2 separate regions of the Sminthopsis crassicaudata genome follow, and region 1 is linked to region 2. A link is a contact called in public Hi-C data. All regions are on one chromosome and are shown on one strand. Each heading gives the region's core, a stretch centred on a gene start, on an enhancer-like site or on the middle of the called end of the contact. The rest is flanking DNA. Distances are from core to core; before and after follow the strand shown.

Region 1 (5,216 bases), core at 1,655-4,154, 830 kb before region 2:
CATATGATTCTACCTGGTTCATTTAAGTTTTGCAACAATTAGGATTCCATCACCCCACACCCCGATAAACAACTTTTAAATTGCATTTACTATTATAACAAAACTCTGAACCTAGAGATTCAACCATTAGAGACCTCTGCCCCAGGGGACTCGAGCACTTCTACATATGCAGGTTTCTGTCTGATCTCAGTCACTGTGAATAGTGGGGTGTGCCTTTATCTCACTGGAAACCGGCCTGTCTTAGCTTCCACCATGATCCCTGTCCCCCACAGTACCTGAGTTTCAATCAAGGCATTTTTTGAGCACAAACTGTGGAAATACTTTGACATCTGAAATCTCCTGAGGATCAGAGACAACCTGACTTGTCTACACTTCAAATCCCGGTTCAGGGTCTGACAAAGAACATTCCTTTTGCAAAAATTATTATCTTGTTTTTAAAGCCATTTTCTTTTCTTGATCTAAGAAGCATCCTGGGAAGTGGAGATATTTGCCTCTGAGAGCCAAAAGACTCTTTGCTACACATAGATGCCTTTAAATTAAGACCAATTTAAGACCAGTTGTAAATTAATCATCACAAAAAGCTCTCAAATTCTCAGGGATTCAGGTATGTATGTCCTAATAATTAAGTCTTGATGGGCAATAGTTTCAATATAGGTAGGAGGGATGGGAAACTTTCTGGGACAGAGGTTCATAGGTGTGTGCACAAAAATTCCCGGCCCACTCTCAGACAAATAAAGTACAGGTAGAGCATCCCTAAGATAGAGCAAATTTAGGCCCACAAAATATTGGAACAACACTTGGGATTATCCCTCTCCTTTGATTAGGCAAATGGGAGGCTACTATGAGCAGAGGAAGGAAGAAATGACTTTCCCAATGAGCACTAAGAGACCTAAGGGCTCATTTCTGTGATGGGAGCACAGGTAGCAGGGGAATTTTTGTCTTTACATTAGTGCTTATAATATGAAAAGGCCCCAAATTATCCAGAAATTCTTCCACTTTGTGTATTTAAACATTTACTTCTACATGCCGCCATTTCAATAAGGCTCCTAGAATTCTCCAAGAATCAATACCCTGATTTTCTTCTTTCATTTGTTAATTTATTTATTATTTTATTTATAATTTATTAATGAGATACAGTGTGGAAATAATTTAACATCAAGAAATCATAGAGAGTAGCACAGATCAGGGGCCTTTTACATCATGTTGGATGATGATGGGTGTTTGCCTTGGGATAGTTTGCTAAGGTGAATCCGATGCAGAAAAGACTTTTTATTTTTAATTGATTAAATCACAGCAACTTCAGTTAATGTGCTAAAGTAGTCAGTTTCAGCTAAGGAAAATTGATTGATGAGGTGTCCGGAAGAGTCTTGGAAGCCCATATACAATGCATACATTAGCTTCTTAGTTTTCTTGGAATAAAACTCCCATCTAGTATTCCTACCCCATATTTGGGAATAGTGTAAATTTATTATGTGATATCCATTGCTGGTGGGAAGACAGGAGGCATTCTTGAGCTTTTTTAGGCCATGATTAATGAGGAATTTTCTCCCCTACTTATATTTGCCTCACCAAAAAATTACAGTGCATTATATATAAAGAACACTGGGTTGGAAGCTGGATGATCTGACTCCTGTCCCTTAAAAGCTGTGTAACAGTGGGCAAATCCCTTTGTCAGTCTGTCCCTTAGTTTCCTGAGATGTCAAATGGAGATACTATTAGCTATCCTACCTACCCCACAGTTATTATAAGTATTCAACAGGATAATACTAGATATTTTTAGATTCCTTTCTCTTTTCCCATCAAAGGGCTTGCATTGCATATTTCATAGAGACCTTAAAATTCGAGAACCTGTGTTCAATTTTTAATTTTGCTACTTACCAAATCTATTTTTTCTGGGCCAGTTTTTTCTATATTAGAAGAAGGTTTTTCATTGAACAAGGCAATATTTTCTAGCTTTAAATTCTATAAGATTTTATTTATTAGGAACAATGTGACTTGGGCAACCTCCATAAAATAGACCAAAAAATTCCCTGATGCCATTCCACTGAGGGGAGGTTTTCAGGATATAAGGGCCCTGTGGCTACTTCTGTGTATATCCAGTCTTTCACTCTTTTTATGTAAAACTTTAAAATTTCTCTTTCTTTCCTTCCTATCCCACAGTCTTTCTTTCCCTAATGTCCACAAGAATGAATTTTTAAGAATCTCTTTTCTTAGGGGTTCCATCAACCCTCACCTGGACATTTTTCCCTCTTCATTTTACACAGAAAATAATAGCACTCCTTGTGTCTCAGATGTAGGAGCCAGGGGCTCACCTGGAATATAACTCTGGGGAAGCTTCCTCCTCATTCCCTCTGAGGTTTCTTCAAACTGCTTGGGGAGGAAGAGCATTGGCATTATCAAAGTGAAGAAGCACCATTATGTGTCACTTCAGATATTAGCATGTCCTGGCAATCTTCAGTCGAGCTGGTTGAGTACGGGCAGGGAAGAAGTTTACTCTGGGATGCCCTTGCTTTGTTCCTTTTACATTTACACCATGCTCTCACCCTGCTTATATCTCTAATTCTAACCATAACTCTTAATCTGATCAACATACTTCCCAGACGGATGAACAGAATCAGAATGAACAGAATGTAGACCACTTTAAATCAACCATTTATTATATAAAGGCACTTGGTATTTATACCTTTTTTCTTGCTATTATATTTTACCTACTTTATGTAGATTTTGTATATATTCATGTGCTTACAGTAGAATGCGAGAATAAGTCAGGGACTGGTTGGTTTTTGTTTCTGTGTCTCTAGCACAAAGCACAGTGCCTGACACATAGTAGGTGTGCAATAATTGCATCCCTATTTCATCAGCACCGTTTTTTTCCTCCCACAGGTAAGAAGCAGCAGACTTTCATGGGAAACAGTACTGAAGTGACAGAGTTCATTCTCTTGGGTCTGACAGATGACCCCAAACTCCACCTCCCCCTTTTCTTGGTATTTTTGTTTATCTATCTCTTCACTCTTGTAGGAAACTTGGGGATGATAGTGCTGATCCACTGGGACTCCCGCCTCCACACGCCCATGTACTTTTTCCTCAGTAATCTTTCTCTGGTGGATCTGGGTTACTCTTCGGCCGTAGCCCCCAAAGTGGTGGCCACTCTCTCCTCCGGGAACAAGGCCATCTCCTACTCGGAATGCGCCGCTCAGTTCTTTTTCTTTGTTGGTTTTGCCACTGTGGAATGCTACCTCCTGGCTTCCATGGCCTATGACCGCCATGCAGCCGTGTGCAAGCCCCTGCATTACGCCAGCACCATGACAGTCCCTGTGTGCATTTGTCTGGTGACCGGCTCCTACGTCTGCGGTTTTGTGAACGCCTCCATCCATGCAGGAGACACCTTCAGCCTCTCCTTCTGCGGCTCCAATGTGGTCCATCACTTTTTCTGCGACATCCCCCCGCTCCTGGCTCTCTCCTGCTCCGACACTCACACCAGCGAGCTGGTGGTCTTCTTCGTGGTCGGCTTTAACGTTTTCTTTACTCTCCTGGTCATTCTGATCTCCTACCTGTTCATTTTTATCGCCATTCTAAGGATGAAGTCAGCCGAGGGCCGCCAGAAAGCCTTCTCCACCTGTACCTCCCATCTGACCGCTGTCTCCATCTTCTACGGGACAATCATCTTCATGTATTTACAGCCTGGCTCCAGCCACTCCATGGACACTGACAAAATAGCCTCAGTCTTTTACACAGTGGTGATTCCCATGCTGAACCCCCTGATCTACAGCCTGAGGAACAAGGAAGTCAAAAATGCCCTCGGCAAAATGGCCAAACAGATGAGGTTTTCTAGGAATGTCTAAACTTTCCAGAAAACACTGCCAGGTGGCTATGACTGAATGAGCCCATTTGTTCCTCTCTAATTGGTCTTTGAGTTCCCTGATAGTTCTAGATCAGATGATTCTATGACTCTTGGGGTGTGAACTCAATGAAAGAAGAAGAATTTCCTCCACTATCATAGATTTGTAAATCATAATCAGTCTAAGACTCAGTAGTTAAATCCCAGTGAAAAGTTTATGTGTGTGTGTGTATATATGTATATATATATATATTTATATACTATATATATATTTATATACTATATACACACATTTATATATACTATATACATACACATATATGCTTATGCACAGAGAGGCACACATATACATAAGCATATATCTATATCCACTCACCCATCCATCTATCCATCTATTTATCTCTCTATCTCTCTCTCTCTCTATCTATCTATCTATGTTAGCTATTGGTCCCCAGGGTTGTTGTAAGGATCAAATGAGATTTTATATATATGTATATATATTATATATCCATAATATTATATATATTATAAATTCATAATATATATAATATATGTATCTATCTATATAATATGTGATACTGTACAACAGGGGTTCTCAAACTTTAGCCCGTGGGCCACATGCGGCCTGCTGAGGACGTTTATGCGCCCGCCGGGTTATGGCAAATGGGCCGAGGGGCGGAGACAGAGCGTGAGCTTTTGTTTTTACTCTAGTCCGGCCTCCCACAGTCTGAGGGACAGGGAACTGGCCCCTATTTAAAAAGTCTGAGGACCCCTGCTGTACAATATATAATTTCATGTGGGATTACATGTTACTAAAGATATATCATCCAATATATAATCATCGATAATTATATATCACATGTTACAATATCATATAATAGATATAAAATCTCATGTCTCCCTCATTCGATCCTCATATTATTACATATATACATATATATATGTGTTTACATAGATAATATAGGCAGATAGTAGTTTACAAACTTTAAAGTGTGATGTAAATGCTAATTATTATTTTTAGAGAAGAAACATTGATCATTGCTTTTCCTCCATGACCCTAATATATCTAATCTTCTCAAAGAAACATAATTAACTTTTTTCCTCTCTTGGAAGGCTCCGAGTTTGCCATTTTTTTATGAACTTCTGGCATTGCTTTTTACCCAGAATATAAGGGAAAGCTCTTCTACTTGTACTTTCAGTACAAATTTTCAGCTGAATAAATATAAACTCTCCCAGGCCTTTATGCTTCTGCAGACAGATTTAGCAAAACTGTCTAAGAATCATTCCCCAGGGAAGTATCTGAGGTTACATCCTTCCCACAAACCTGTGAGCTCACACCACCTAGAATTAGCCAGTCCTATTCCACATGCACACGGCA
Region 2 (5,522 bases), core at 2,630-5,129:
GAAGAGAATAAGGATTTATAAAGAGCCCACTTTGTGCAAGTATTGTGCTAAGCACTTGTTGCATATATTTTCTCATTTGATTTTTGATATTTTGCACATATTATCTCATTGGATCCTCACAGCAACCTTGTCTTTTTATCATCCCCATTTTACAATTGAGCCTGAAGCAAATAGGGGTGACACGATTTATACAAGGTCTCATTGCTAGTAAGTATCTAAAGGGACTTGAACTCAGATCTTACAGTCTCAAGATCCAATGCTTTTTCTATTGGACCACCTAGCTGCCTCTGGGCAGTTCTCCCAGGGTGATTTCTCCCTTTTGGCTTCCCTAGCTTCCTTTAAGTCCCAGTTGAAATCCCATCTTCTTGAGGAGCCTTTCCTGATGAACCCCCTTAATGCTAGCGTTCTACTTCAATTAATTCTGATATTCTGTATTTCCTTTGCTTGTACCCAGTTGTTTGGATGTTATTTCCACATTAGTCCATGAGTTTGAGAACTGGGACTATCTTTTATTTTTCTTTTTATATCCAGAGATTAGCACAGTGCCAGGCACATTTATTAGCTGTCTGTGGAAAAGTTGATGATGACAGCAAGGGGGAAAAGAAAAGAAAAGGGGAAAAAAAAAAATCAGACATGATATTCAAATGCTTGTACTGACACCTGGTGGCATAAATAGAGACTGCACTTACTTATTCCAAATAATGCCCCTAGAAGGCACCTGGTTTTGGGTATTATTCTCCCATGAGTCTTTTCTCCTCCAGAGCCTTCATCAGGAACAGATGCATCTATATAAAGGATGCCATCAGTGACAACACCTGTTTCCTCTCCTTTTTCAAATATCTTGAGAATCATCAATGTCTTCAATATTATATCCTCTCTAGTACAAACAGTTGGTATAAATCAATTGTTTTTCCTATCATGCCTTTCTTTAATACCAGTCCTACAGATAGTGTGCAACATATGTGGACTTCTCGGTCTATTCTACTAATGAAATTGGCCAAGAAAGTGTTAGAAATCTTTATAGATCTTTTCCGTTTTCCACTTGTTGCCTCTTTCTGGTTACATCATTACATCCCTTAATTGGGACTTTCAGCAACATTTCTGTAAATTTTGTCCTTTCCACTTCTTATCCCTGTTTTACAAAAACAAGGCTACCAATAACTTTTCACTATCCTGCTCAGGAAGATTTCATAAATGAGTTTATAGTGTAAACTGTGGCTCTCTTTAGCTGCCATATCTCTGATTGAAAACTCCAATGCTTTTAATCAATTCATTGGAGTTACCTGAAAACAGCTGTTTTTTCTACATTTGCCATATAATCTCTCATCTATTTTGTTTAAATGTCCCTTACCCTTGTTCTGTTTTAAACCTGTGAATAAACTCAAATCCTTTTGGTAAAAGGCAGAGAAAATGCAATTTTTAATAAATTAATTTGATGCAAAAATTGTTATCGACTAGTTCTTACACACTCCATCAGGAAATAAAAATTCTTGTGGGCAAGATAATGATAATGAGTATCATTGGCATGTGTTCTGATTCTCAGCTAATAACCTACCTTTGCCCCATCCTGCCATTCAAAAGTGATTTTTGAGGTTTCCTCATCTGTAAAATGGGAGCATTAATAGCACCTACCTCACTAAATTTTTTTGAAGAAAGTGCTTTGTAAGCTTAATGCATCTTAGAAGCATTACACTGTAGACTATTGCGATGTATTTAGTTCCTCTTTAAAAGCAGGCTCCTGTAGTAGAGAGAGACCCGAATTCAAGTCTAACTTCTGATATTTACTAGCCATGTGACTATGGGAAGATCACTTGGGCACATCCCTAGGCTCTAACTACTAAATCATATAGGGGTTGCCATTTGTATTGATGCAGAGAGTTCCCCACACTGTAAAGCTCCCACACTGAGTTGTTTATTATTATTTATTAATTATTACTATTATTAACTTTTACACATTGATCTGAGAGGAGGAAAATTTAAATCATTGCCAATTCACAACTTATCAAAAGTGGAACAAGGAGTTTAAAAGATGCTTAATTTTCTAAAAGTCATGATCTCACATAGTTTGGGAAGAGAAAAGACAAAGGAGCCATCAAGTTGCCCAAAGAAGTTGAAACAAGTCAAGTTGGAAACTTGAAGTTTATCGTATCAATAAGGAGACCAGGCCCTTGAGGAGCTGGCGTACTTCCACTCTGGACAAAATGAGAAGAAAGAAAAAAAGAAGAAGAAGAAAGAAGTGGGGAGATGGGAGAGAAGGGGAAGAAGTAGAAGAAGGGGGAAAGGGAGGTAGATGGGGGGAGAAGGAGAAGAAGACAAAGGCAAAAAAGAAGAAAAAAAATGAAGAAGATTGGCTGACCATTTATTGGATTTGTTGTTCATTTGAAATCAGGAAGACAACTTTGAATTGGCTTCAGGCTTTTATTCGTTGAATGATCCTGGGCAGGTCAAGACTTCTCTCAGTCTCAGTTTACTCATCTGTCCAAATATATCACTGCTTTACCAGGGTAAAGACTATGAAAACCATATAAATGTTAGCTGTTATTATTGTTTGGGATTACTGCTTTAGGAGGTATTCTTATTCTATTATAAATTGGATTACATGGTTTCTAAGATCCTCTGCAGTGCGATAAATCTTTCCTAAAATCTCATAGTATCTTATCTTTAACCCAGGAGAACTAACCTTTCAAGTCAATTAGATTTCCTCATGGTAAGCTGAAAAAAAAATCAGCAAGTTTGAAATCAGAGGAGGAACATGTTCAAATCACACTGCCTGTGTAACTTTGGGCAAATTCATCACTTTCTCTGGGTCTGTTTCTAAATCTGTAAGGGAGATAGAAAGAGGGAATTGGCTTTCATGACCACTTTGGTCTCTTCCAGCTCTAAATGCACAATCCTTTTCTTCAAAAATCTAAACCATTTGTCTATTCATGATCCTTTAAACAATTTGAACGACAAGGCTCTGCCCAGGGCCCCCTTTACCTCCTTGTTTCGGAGGCTATAGATGAGGGGGTTGAGCATGGGTGTGACGATGGAGTAGAACACCGACACGACCTTGTTGAAGTTCATAGAGGTGGGCATCTTGGTTCGGACGTACATGAAGAAAAGCGTCCCATAAAAAAGACTCACGACAGTCAGGTGGGCAGCACAGGTGGAGAAAGCCTTCCGGCGTTCTGCTGCCGAGTGAATGTGCAGCAGAGTCCACACGATGTTGCCATAGGACACAGCGATGACTGTGGAAGAAGCCAGAAGCACAGCCAGTGAGATCAGAAAGTCAGCTTTCTCCTTCAGCGTGACATCAGAGCAGGAGAGTGCCAGCAAGGGAGACGCGTCACAGAAGAAGTGATCAATGACATTGGAGCTACAGAATATGAGCTGGGACATCAGGTAGATGGGCACGATCGGGGTGAGGAAACCCAGCAGCCAGGAGGCAGCAGCCAGACGGATGCACGTACCCCAGGAGACTATGGCCGCATACCGGAGAGGTTCACAGATGGCCACATACCGGTCGTAGGCCATGGCAGCAAGCAGAAAGCACTCTGTGGCACCAAGGAAGGTGAAGATGAAAAGCTGGGACAGACATCCAGAGTAGGAGATGGTCTTGCCTTCAGCTGTCCCAGTGAATCCTGACAGCATCTTGGGCACAGTGACTGTAGTATACCATATTTCTAGGCAAGAAAGGTGGGTTAGAAAGAAGTACATGGGCCTCTGGAGTCTATGGTCTAAGCTCACCACAAGGATAATGGCCAAGTTCTCTGCCATGGTGAACAGGTACATGGCGAGGAAAAGTATGAAGAAGAGATGGCGGGCTTCTTGGACACCAGAAAAGCCCACCATGACAAATTCAGTCACCAGGGTCCAGTTCCCCTTGTAAAGTTGCATCTGGGGGTGGAGATAACGTTGATGAGGCCCAAGCAGAGCTTTCTGTAAGCCTTCACAGTTCTCTATCCCTATGCTTATCTTAGAAGCAGCTACGCAGGTAGGCGGAATCAAGATAACCTGAGTTTAAATCCAGCCTCAGACCTTTACTATCTATTTTATCCAAATTATTTTTCCTCTGTCCAACTTGGTTTCCTCAGCTATAAAATGAAGATGCTAACTGCACTTACTTCACAAAGTTATTCTGAGAATCAAATGAGATAATAGTTGTAAGGCATTTAATATAATTCTTAGCACATAGTAGGTGCTTAATAAGTGCTTATCCTACCTTCCCTTCCTGTTCTATCTAAGAGGGTCAAATTAGGGAAATTCTATGCTTTTCAAGATGTTGTCCAACAAACACTAGCCCATCTAATTAGAAAATACGTTTCTGATGATCCCAAGGGGATGGTCTGATGGCAAGGAGCCAAATTAAAAATGCTCACATGATAGAGATCATATGCAAGTATAGACTATATGGCATTGTAGTCCAGTTGTACACCAAAAAAAAAAAGAAATCTATGTGATATAAAAATAAAGCAAGCCATATCATATTTTAGCATTCTAAACAAAATATATAGATTCTACCTCCAATCATCTGGTTATACAGAGAGCTTCCTTTCCCTTGTCCAAGGGACCACCATCTGTCAGCATGGTCACTGCTCAGGTTATACTGACATTTATGAAAGGACCTGCTATCACTTTGTCATCCTCAGTCTCTCTTCTGAGCTCCAGAGTGGAATCTACAATTACCTCCCTGGATAAACTCAGCATATCCAAAGCAAGTTGATTTTCTTTCCTTTTTTCTTCAGATTTTTTTTCTGTGAGTGACCCCACTATTCATTTACTCTCTTATATTTGTAAACATTGTGGTTGTATTTGCCTATTTCTGTCCTCATGTCTTATTTCCAACAAATGATCAGGTTGGATCCTTCTCTAGAGCCACTCTTAATCATAGGGTCAAAGATTTAGAATTGGAAGGAAATTCAGAGGTCCTCCATTCTAACACCCTCATTTAAAAGCATATTGTAAATAAAGTATACATGCATACATGCATGTATGTGTATGTGTGTGTATATATATATAATAATGAATTTAACAAACAAAAAACATTTATACAAAGCAGAACAGAAAATGAAGTTTATGAGTAAAGCACAAATTTTTATCAACTTTAAAAAGTATATAATAAATTCAGAATGCTATTTTCAAAGCTGGCCTGTTTATCTGTTGCCCATTGAATTATCTTCTGGGTTTTTTTTATATTATTAAAAAATTCTTCAATGACTCCTTTTTCTTTTTCTTATTTTGGGCAACACGATAGCTATTTTCCTTCTCTCCTCTTCAAACCTTACCCCTCATAAAAACAAAACAAAATTCTTGTGACCAATAAGTATAATTAAACAAAACAAATCCATTCATTGGTCACATCCAAAGATGTCTGTCTTTTTCTGCATGTTTCTGTGAACAGATAAAATGCATACTTTATCACTGGACATCTGGAATCTAGGTTGATCTTTGCATTGATCAAAATTTTGAAATCTTTCAAAGTTTCCAATCCCCTTTATTATGTGGATGAAGAATTAGAAGGAAAGGGATGTGCCACTGTG

Evidence for each region. A called contact is a pair of places that touch in the nucleus more often than the background predicts.
Region 1: a Hi-C map of hippocampus shows a contact between it and region 2, with 3 times the contacts expected there. The contact joins the promoter of LOC141546399 here to the promoter of OR6Q1 in region 2. A contact is called at or near these places in 2 of 2 Hi-C or Micro-C datasets (fibroblasts and hippocampus).

The regions. Positions count from the first base shown.
Region 1 is chr6:244,923,156-244,928,371 of ASM4859323v1, reverse strand. LOC141546399 (olfactory receptor 5B21-like) reads left to right here and starts at 2,904. Exons shown (of 1, transcript XM_074274183.1): 1 at 2,904-3,842. The coding sequence starts at 2,904. The coding sequence ends at 3,842.
Region 2 is chr6:244,090,099-244,095,620 of ASM4859323v1, reverse strand. It overlaps OR6Q1 (olfactory receptor family 6 subfamily Q member 1), which reads right to left and starts at 3,879. Exons shown (of 1, transcript XM_074272610.1): 1 at 2,926-3,879. The coding sequence starts at 3,879. The coding sequence ends at 2,926.